Linked DNA regions of Sus scrofa: region 2 is linked to region 1. The links are chromatin contacts, called in public HiChIP or PLAC-seq maps. All regions are on one chromosome and are shown on one strand. The core of a region is the stretch at or near the end of the contact, and the rest is flanking DNA. Distances in the headings are between cores, read along the strand shown.

Evidence for each region. HiChIP or PLAC-seq counts read pairs in DNA pulled down with a chosen protein or histone mark.
Region 2: a contact with region 1 is called in an H3K27ac HiChIP or PLAC-seq map of skeletal muscle, with 4 times the contacts expected there. The contact joins two enhancer-like sites. A contact is called at or near these places in 7 of 47 Hi-C or Micro-C datasets (brain, embryonic fibroblasts, heart right ventricle and 4 more) and 1 of 2 datasets of contacts at active chromatin or transcription factors (skeletal muscle).

What each region holds. Positions count from the first base shown.
Region 1 is chr3:125,282,278-125,287,154 of Sscrofa11.1, forward strand. No RefSeq gene overlaps it. Among named protein-coding and RNA genes, the nearest start is that of E2F6, 36 kb to the left of the region's middle. Within about 2 kb of position 3,469, at least 12 of the 83 cell types and tissues checked have an H3K27ac peak or open chromatin away from gene starts, as enhancers often do. A contact at or near this core is called in skeletal muscle, where this site is marked.
Region 2 is chr3:125,723,481-125,727,919 of Sscrofa11.1, forward strand. No RefSeq gene overlaps it. Among named protein-coding and RNA genes, the nearest start is that of PDIA6, 26 kb to the right of the region's middle. Within about 2 kb of position 1,846, at least 10 of the 83 cell types and tissues checked have an H3K27ac peak or open chromatin away from gene starts, as enhancers often do. A contact at or near this core is called in skeletal muscle, where this site is marked.

The DNA of each region.
Region 1 (4,877 bases), core at 2,219-4,718:
CTTTGAGCAACAGAACGTTGCCAATTCCTGTGAGTAAAACAAACCTGGCGAATACATATTCTCATCTATAATGATATCGTTTGGTCTTTTCCCAGGATGTGTCACAGTCCAGATAAAAGCACAAAGGGGCCAATTAGTGTTTATGTGAGAAGAAGCAAGTTGAGGGCTCCAGGCCCAGGGGGTCTCAAATGAAAACCTTTCTCTGACACTTTGACCAAGGTAAATACAAAGCAATTCAACATGATTATTAAAAAATCCATTTTTACACTTGTGGTATGGCTTTATTCTAAGAGCCATGTATGGTTGTAGCAAAAAAATTGGAAAATACAGATGTGCACAGAATCATCCGTTATTTCAGAAGTTCCTGCCCCGTCACAGCAGGTTAAGGATCTGGCATTGTCACAGCTGTGGCACAGGCCAAAATTGGGAGCAGGTTTGCTCTCTGGCTGGGAACTTCCACATGCTCTGGGTGTGGCCAAAAAAAAAAAAAAAAGAATCATCCATATTTCTTCCTAGTTTTATTTCTATCCATCTTTACACATAGAGTTTTGAAACATCCAAAATAACATTTTGGATCAGAACAATGAACTTTCAAACTCATAAGTTTCAAAATAGGAGTTCCCGCTGTGTGGCTCAGCGGTTAGTGAACCCGACTAGCATCCATGAGGACGCAGGTTCGATGCCTGGCCTCGCTCAGTGGGTTAAGGATCTGTCATTGCTGTGAGCTATGGTGTAGGTCAGAGACACGGCTCAGATCTGGCGTTGCTGTGGCTGTGACATAGGCCAGCAGCTACAGCTCGGATTCACCCCTAGCCTGGGAACTTCCATATGCCCTAAAAAAAAAAAAAAGATTAGAAACAAACAAACAAAAAAGTACTTCCTTGGAATTCCCTGGCGGCTCAGCGGGTTAAGGATCCCATGTCGTCACTGCTGTGGCGCAAGTTCAATCCCTGGCCCTGGGGAACGTCCGTATGCCTTGGGCTTGGCCAAAAACAAACAAACAAACAAACAAAAACCATCTGAAATACTCTCCTCAATAGCAGGATTTGCACCTGGATTGTACCCAAGCCCAAGCAGGGGATAAAGGCAGATGAGTCCAGCACGAACTACCAAACTACTGGGAGGAGAAAAACCAGCCCTGGGAAACGGGTTCATGCTGACATTCACAGAGTTTGGGAATCCATGGATTGAACTGATTCCCCATTTTGTGAGCTGTTTTTCCATTTGGCTAGTTCTGAACCTCTGGTGAATTTAGATGGTCATGTTAGGATGAATTAAAATGTGTTCAGGGTGGAAAAAATCAGAACTATTGACGTGTCGCTTGGCTACAAGCCTTTCAACATTTGTTTCCGCTTAACATATGGTAACTTATTCAGTCAGAAAACATCGTGACACTGACTCGCTTTTGATAACAAGGCAATGAATGCCTTGCTCTGTGCTCATCAGCTTTCAAAGCAGCTGAACATCGTGTCCAGTACTTTGCAAAATTCTTGCAGATTCTCTAATGACAGCTTCGGTAGAAATGTCATCGCATCACAAGCCGACTCACTTGTCTGCAGACAGGCTCTCATGTCGTATTTCACTCTGAGAATATATTTACAACCCTCTCAAAGAATCATTCTTCGTGCAGGATTTCATTTGGTGCCAAAGGACAATTGGGTGGCAGGTAAACGTTGTGTCTTGTTTGGGCAGTGAATTGTAGCAATTTCAGCTGCCCCTAGATCTGTTGTGTTTTTATGAATCGTTTTACATTTTATGACCGCTGTGATTATTCTCTATTCATAACAATGACTGCTTTTGTTGAGCACGTGCCAGTCTTTGGAGTAAGAGATATAAATAGCTTAATCTTCATATTACCTTGTCGGATAGGTATCCTGACCCTCCTTTTAGAAATGAGAGAGCTGGGTCTTGAGAGGCTAAATGACAGTCCTGCCCAGGGCTGCACGGCTAACAAGTCTGAGAGCCAGGATGGGTGATTCACGGTTCCACATTTGCTTCAGAGAGACAGAGGTGACCCCTTGGTTGGCTCTATGTTTTAAGGTTCTAGAATTCTTCGCGCTTATGCTATTGCCATGGGAAAATGTCTTAATGTTTGGACGACGCTTTAGAAGTTGGGGAAATATTAAGTATCAAATTGTGAAAACTGGAGTTCCCTTCGTGGCTCTGCGCTTAACAAACCTGACTAGGATCCACAAGGATGCGGGTTCGATCCCTGGCCTTGCTCAGTGGGTTAAGGATCTGGTGTTGCCGTGAGCTGTGGTAGGTGGAAGACGGGATTCAGATCCTATGTGGCTGTGGCTGTGGTGTAGGCGGGTGGCTACAGCTCCAGTTCGACCCCTAGCCTGGGAACCTCCATATGCCATGGGTGAGGCCCTAAAAAGACAAAAAAAAAAATTGTGAAAACCATACTACTACCTGGTCCCATTTCTTCTACCACTGATCAGTTCTCTCTTCCCTTGACTGGTACACATGGGCACAAAGACACAGGGCACGGATATCAGGTGAAAAGTGAAAAGAAGCAAATCTGACGAAAGCGGTAGTGCCGGTTTTTGAGCTGGGTGTTGCAATTCATGGCTAAGTCTATTTTAGCTGGGCTGTAAACCCCTGGAACTTTCATTAGAAGTTTGAGCTATAGGTCTCATATAAATAGATATACATATATATGTACAATGAAACATACAGATGTGTACATGTATGATATATACAAATAAAACACACATGTAAATATATGTATTCTGAAGTAGCTGTTTAGATCTTGATTTTGGAAATCTGGGACATTTATTTTTATATTCAATTAGGGAACTCGATTTGTGCTCTTTTCAGATTCGCCTAAACTCATCCATCAGAGGCAATTTAAAAAGGTATTAATCCTTTGAAATATGACACTTTTACTTATTAATGCTTCACACTGTATTAACATTCCAACATCTTATCAAAATATGCCACACAGGATATTTTTTTAGAGTTAAGGAAATTGGGGCAAAGGGCAACTAAGGGCAGAAAAAATAAACTGGAACTAGGGGAGAGGTTAGTACACAGCATGCATGCTGTACAGTGTGTGTCATTCGTGGCATGTCATTTTAAAAATAAAACAGCACAGCCCACTTTTCTAAAAAATGTGTCTCCTTGATCAGGAGTCTCCATCTATTTTATTTTTTTCAGCAGTGGACCTTCTTGTCCTTCTTTCTGCTCTGTTCTTTCTGCCCTGCCTTAGGAAATAGCCCACTTGATTTTTGTCCCTTTTTTTTTTCTTTTTGGGTAGTAGGCGATCTTCCACAGAAATCGAGACAATGAAAAATCACTTGAGCTTTTTCCAACAAGTGATGACGAGGAGCATTTGAGGATTCGTTTGCCAAGTTCGTTGGAACTTCTTATGCGGGCAAAGCTCATGTTTCCACTTTGGGACTCAGAGCAAAGCCATCAGCTGGGTGGCATTCTCATAACCGTTTGACGTCAGCGCCGAGACCGCGGTATCTTTAGCTGCTCGCTGTGCAGGGTGACGCCAGCTGCAGGAGGCGTCCCCATGGAAAACAGCTCACTTGGCATATGTTTATGAAGCTACCATTTGGCAGTGGTATCAAGACCTTTCTTCTAGAAATTGCTATTCCCAGTACCCAGAGGGGACAGATCTGCAAGGGAATTTAATTTTTCCGACTCTCCCTTTTCCATGAAGATGATGGAATCTATCCTATGTAAAACCATTACTTGCAATGTGAAAACCTGGACAGCATTCCCTCTTTTTTTTTTTTTTTTTTTTGCTTTCTTCGGCTGCACCTGTGGCCGACGGACGTTCCCAGGCCAGGGGTTGAATGGGAACTGCAGCCACAGCAACACCAGATCCAAGCCATGTCTGCGAGCTCCACCCCAGCTCACGGCAACACCAGATCCTTAACCCACTGAGCGAGGCCAGGGATCGAACCCACATCCTCACGGATCCTAGTCGGGTTCATCATCCGCTGAGCCATGAAAGGAACGCCCTAGACAGCATTCTTTACATCAGTATTTTAAGGAGATGAGTTGAATCGGATAAGGTGAAAGGTAAACACCTCTGTCTAGAACTGCAAACCATTTTAGATAAAATGTGAAGTGCGCCTTATTTTCACTTAGTGCTATTTTATCTATGAAAAGAAATAATCAAATACACTAGACAGAATTGTGAGGGCACAAATGAATGCATTCGCCCACATGTCCAATCTTATACTAGCAGCAGCTGCTCCTGAGACAGTATACTGGTCATGCATTGCCACCATAATGATGTGTGACAATTTCCCGACCCACCCACCCCCAGACTCAGTGACTTAAAATGCTAATACTTTATCCTCAGAGTTCTCGTTGTGGCACAGCAGAAACAAATCCGACTAGCAACCATGAAGTTGCAGGCCTCCATCAGTGGCTTAAGGATCTGGTGTTGCCGTGAGATGGTGTAGGTCACAGACAAGGCTCGGATCTGGCGTGGCTGTGGCTGTGGTGTAGGCTGGCAGTTCTGATTCAACCCTAGCCTGGGAACCTCCATGTGCCTTGGGTTTGGTCCTAAAAAGCAAAAAAAAAAAAAACAAAAAAAAAGTATCCTCAAGTTCTCAGGTGCGTGAATTGGACAGTGTCGTTTAGGGACGAGGCTGGAGGGATGGTGGTGGCTGCCTGGTGCAGGTGGAAACATGTGATGCCCCTTAAAGTCTAGGCTCAGGACTGGTGCACTGTCATTTCTGCCCAAATCTATTGGCCGAAGCTGGTCACATGGCCAACCAAGCTCAACATTGATGGGGCAGGAAAATATATTTCTCCCACAGGGATGGAGGGAAAGGGAGTGAATATTTGTTGGGACAATTGTAAGAAGAACCACAGAGTCATTTGAACAAGCAGAGTTTAATACGAACAAC
Region 2 (4,439 bases), core at 596-3,095, 440 kb after region 1:
TCTCAGTCCCGGGCTCCTCCATCCAAAGACCCATGCCCGTCTACCCGGCGGTCCCCTTACCCTCTCCAGAGAAGCCCCTGCTCGGTCTCCGCCTCCCCAAACCCCTGGAGGTGATGAGGCAGGTGCAGGTGGAGTCGGTTGGCCTGGGCTCCCTGCAGCGACGGCCCACCGCCCCCTCGCCCTTGGGCCAGCAGGGTCTCAGGCGAAACTCAGGCAGAACAAAAGTCTAATTTTCAACATCTGTTACACAGATTCAGAAATACGAGATGAAAGGCAAAAGGGCCATGCTTTCTGAGACAAAAATGCAAGACGTCAAAATTATTGCTTGTTTGTTCTGCTCCAGCCCCAGTGGCCACGCACACACCTGTGCGTGACCGTGACCTCAGAAGCAGCAGGGGCTGCAGGAACCCGTGCAGCAAGGTGCCTGGTTCAAATCCCAGGCCCACCACCCAGTAGCTGGGTGTCCCCGGGGCAAGTTACATAACCTTCCTGTGCCTGTAAGACGGGGATAATAATAGTACCTGCCTCGCCAGGTTGTCGGCAGGATAAGAGTCTATATTTGTAAGACACTGCCAAGCGCTCCTTAAATCATCGTCTGTGCTTTCCATGCCAGCCTCGCCCTGGCATCATCTGATTTTTTTTTCTTCCTCTCATTTTTATTTCTCTCTGATTACCTTGCTTTTTTTAAATCTTGTCATATAGAATCATCTTTATAAGCAGGGGATAAGTTAATAAAATATGCTCTCTTTTCCTCTCCCTGTCACCCCCCCCCAGGGGGCGGGGCGATATTTAGGATGTCCTTGTGAGAATGTCACTCCTGGGACGGGAGATGTGCCCACCAAGGGGAGAGGCCAAGTGTTACAAACGCCACCACATCTCAAGCCTCCTGGTGGACGGCTCTCCTCATAAGTTAGGTCCCGGGCTGCCCAACAAAGTGCCTCAGACGGAGGGGCTTCAACGACAGAGGTTGACAGGGTCACGCATCTGGAGGCGGAACGTCCAGGATCAGGGTGTTGGCAAGTTGGTTCCTTCTGAGGGTCCCTCTTTATCAGGACAGCTGTCACCTGTCATGCCTTTTTTTTTTTTTTTTTTTTTTTTAGGGCCACACCAATGGCACATGGAGATTCCCAGGCTAGGGGGTCGCATCAGAGCTACAGCTGCCAGTCTACACCACGGCCACACCAGATCCCAGATCTGAACCGCGTCTGCGACCTACACCACAGCTCACGGCAACGCCGGATCCTTAACCCACTGAGCGAGGCCAGGGATCGAACCGGGGTTCTCATGGATCCTAGTTGGGTTCCTGACCACTGAGCCACGATGGAACGCCCTCCCAGGGCCAGGTTTTAGATGCTGCTTCTTGATTTTGCCCTAACGGGGTGTGAGAATTAGACCAGGTAAGGCAGGAAGCAAGATTTTGTTTCATCCGCTGCTGTCACTGTCCATACACAGCCACGGTCATTTGAGGCTGAGCTCTAAGGAGTCCTGTCACAGAGACTCAGCCCAAACAGGAGGAAACCGGCCAGGGATCAAGTGACACGCTTCCCTCCCCTGGGTTAATCGGCTCCAGCAGCACTTTACAGTTTCCAAGCGTGGGCCGTAGTCCTTTCTTAGGGGGGGAGGCTGCGGTCCCCGGGGAAAAGGTGACCCTTACGGATGGAACTCAGGCCTGCGCTCGGCACCCGCGTCCTCATGAGTCAAACTGTGTTTCGTCCGAAACGAAATGTTTAGTTCACGAAAACATCGGCTCGATTTGGCTCACGCAGAAATGGAAGCGCCCGCCCTTGGGAGCCCCCCATCCGGTCCCCCGCCGGCCGCCTGACCCCCAGGCCCCCGCGCGGGATCCAGCGCCCCCGCAGCGCCACCTGCTGGGCGAGGCCGGCCGCGCGGCTCCGCGCCCACCCTTGGGCTGAGTCTCTGGCATCTGGGCGCGCGCGCGGGGATGCGAAAGAATCCAGCCCAGTAATGGGCCCAGATGGTGACAGGTGGGAACGTGCAATCGCAGTGACTCACTGAGGGCCAGGACCGTCAGGAACACGGGCCCTAGAGTCCCCGGATTTGGGTGTGTCGCCCGCCTCCTTCACCTGCCAGCTGGATGACCCTGAACCATTCTTGCCATCTCACGGCTAAGACAAAAGTAATGCTTCTCAGCTCACAGGCTGCTGGTGAGGCCTGCAGAGCGAATGGGTAAAATGTGAAGTGGCAGCTGACCCAGAACAAGTGCTCAGGAATCCCAGAAGTATTGCTAATTTCATAAACACATGCTATAAAATTCATTCATTCAACAAACATTTTCTGAATGGCCGCCTTGTGTCAGATGCTCCATGCCCCAAGAAAAGGGAAGCGCCTAGCTCTGGGTTTATAACGGGGGGGGGGGGGGGGGGGGGCTCCAGCAGACTCCCCTAGGCCAGGGAGGCCTTGTCCTTCATCCAACCAACACCTGTTCACTGAACACCTGGATGGTCCAGGCCCAACCAGGACCCCACCCCTCAGAGTCAGTCTGAAGGGGCCAAGGGCCAGCGGCTGTGTGGGGCAGTACCATAGAGTGGCCTTTCAGAGAAGGAGGCAAACAAATCTAGAAGTTTCCAGAATGTTCTCTTTCCACTGAGAGGCTTTTTCTCTCCAAAGCCCACTGCTGCAGGCAGCCTCCACAGCCCACATAGAACTAGAGCTTCTCTTTGATCCAGTTCGAGATTTTCAGCTTTTTAATCTTTGCTCAGAAGTGGAGCCAGAAAGGAGACTGAATTGCTGCCTCCTTTTAAAATTATGCAGCTGCCACTGCCAGAGAAAAGATAAAAATGCACTGGGGATTTTTCTTCAGATCTGCATGGTGCTTACTGTATAAGCCTTTGGGATTTTGCAACAGTATTTAGAAAACTCACAATGCCAAGTTTGTCAGGTTGAAATCTTCTTCAGAAGTTCAGGGGTTGGGGGAGGAAGAAGAATGTATTTTTGAATTCCATTTCTCTGTGGCATCATCAAAAGATAAGCAAAATACAGAGAAGCACTGGCTCAGGCTGGGAGAAAGGAAACTCCCATGAATGCCTGCGGCTTCTGAGAACCAGATGCTGGCCGCTGCCCCGGGAGTCCGCCCAGGACCCAGAGTTCCCCTTCAAGACACTTTGTAGCCGCGAGTTCCCTGATGACCTAGTGGTTAAGCCCTCGGCTGTGGCTCAGGTCCCAGCTGTGGCTCGGGTTCGATCTCTGGCGGGGGAACTTCCACATGCGGTGGGCACAACCAGAATAAAGAAGACACTGTGTAGCTTCTAGCCCAGGAGAACATCATTTAAGCTTTCCAGCCTCAATTTCCACATCCACTTATTATACTGGAGAGCCTGCTGTGCGCTGGTATTTACCCCAAGAATATGCTTCAGCCTAAATGCCTGCCCTACCCTGCAGTGGCTCCAAACTGCTGTCACCACGAGAAGGATGCATCACTATCCAGGGATCTACGCCCAATCCACAGGCATTCAGGAAACTTCTGAGAAGGGGCTCAGGAATGTTCTGAGCAGACTGAAGCCCCCATTTACCTGGCACAAGTCAGGGAATGAGTCCTCTGAAGGCTTGTGAGGTCCCGGGACTGACTGAAAACTCCCAGTGCAAGGGTGCACATGCAAGCTTGGCATTTATTGCACACCTATAGGACTGATGGCATTTATTACACACCCGTAGGACTGATTGAAAACTCCCAGGGCAAGGGTGCACATGCAAGCTTGGCATTTATTGCACACCTATAGGACTGATGGCATTTATTACACACCCGTAGGACTGATTGAAAACTCTCAGTGCAAGGGTGCACATGCAAGCTTGGAGAAATAGCAGCAAGAAGCCCAAGAACCTGCTTCCGGCCACCCTGATCCCAGGAATTGCACAGCAGGAGGAGGTGGCAGCTGCATGGACAGGGTGAGGGGGGGAGAGCCTGCGTGGTAAAGGGGGGAGACCCCGAAGGTCCCTCAGGCAGGAAGCAGCCTGGGCCACACTGGGTCTGGACGCCAAACGGCCACCCACCCTGCTGCAAAGCTGGCCTGACACTGGGGCTGGCTGGGTGGCAGCCTCGGGTGTGATGGGAAGGCTCTTTAGTGAACCTGGATCAGTGGCTGGTGACACATTCTGTCTGGGGTACGGAGAGGGCTGGCAAGGATCCACCCTGCCTTGTGTACGGGGCTGTCACATGGTACACAGTACTTGCAGCTGGGAGCCGAGAGGCTGTGGCCACCCTGCCAGAAGAGGCTTTCAGTGACCCAAAGGTGACCCTTCTCCCCAGGCGCTGTGACCGGTGCCATGTGTTCCTGGCACCCTGGGAGAGCCTTTGTGGATCAGCCAGGCCAGGGGTTCCATAAGCTGCCACCCCCTTCATCGACTACAATATAAAGGGGGTCCCTGGAACTGGGCAGACCCAAGGCCCCAGCCACGGGGGGCGAGGGAAGCCAAGGGGGGCG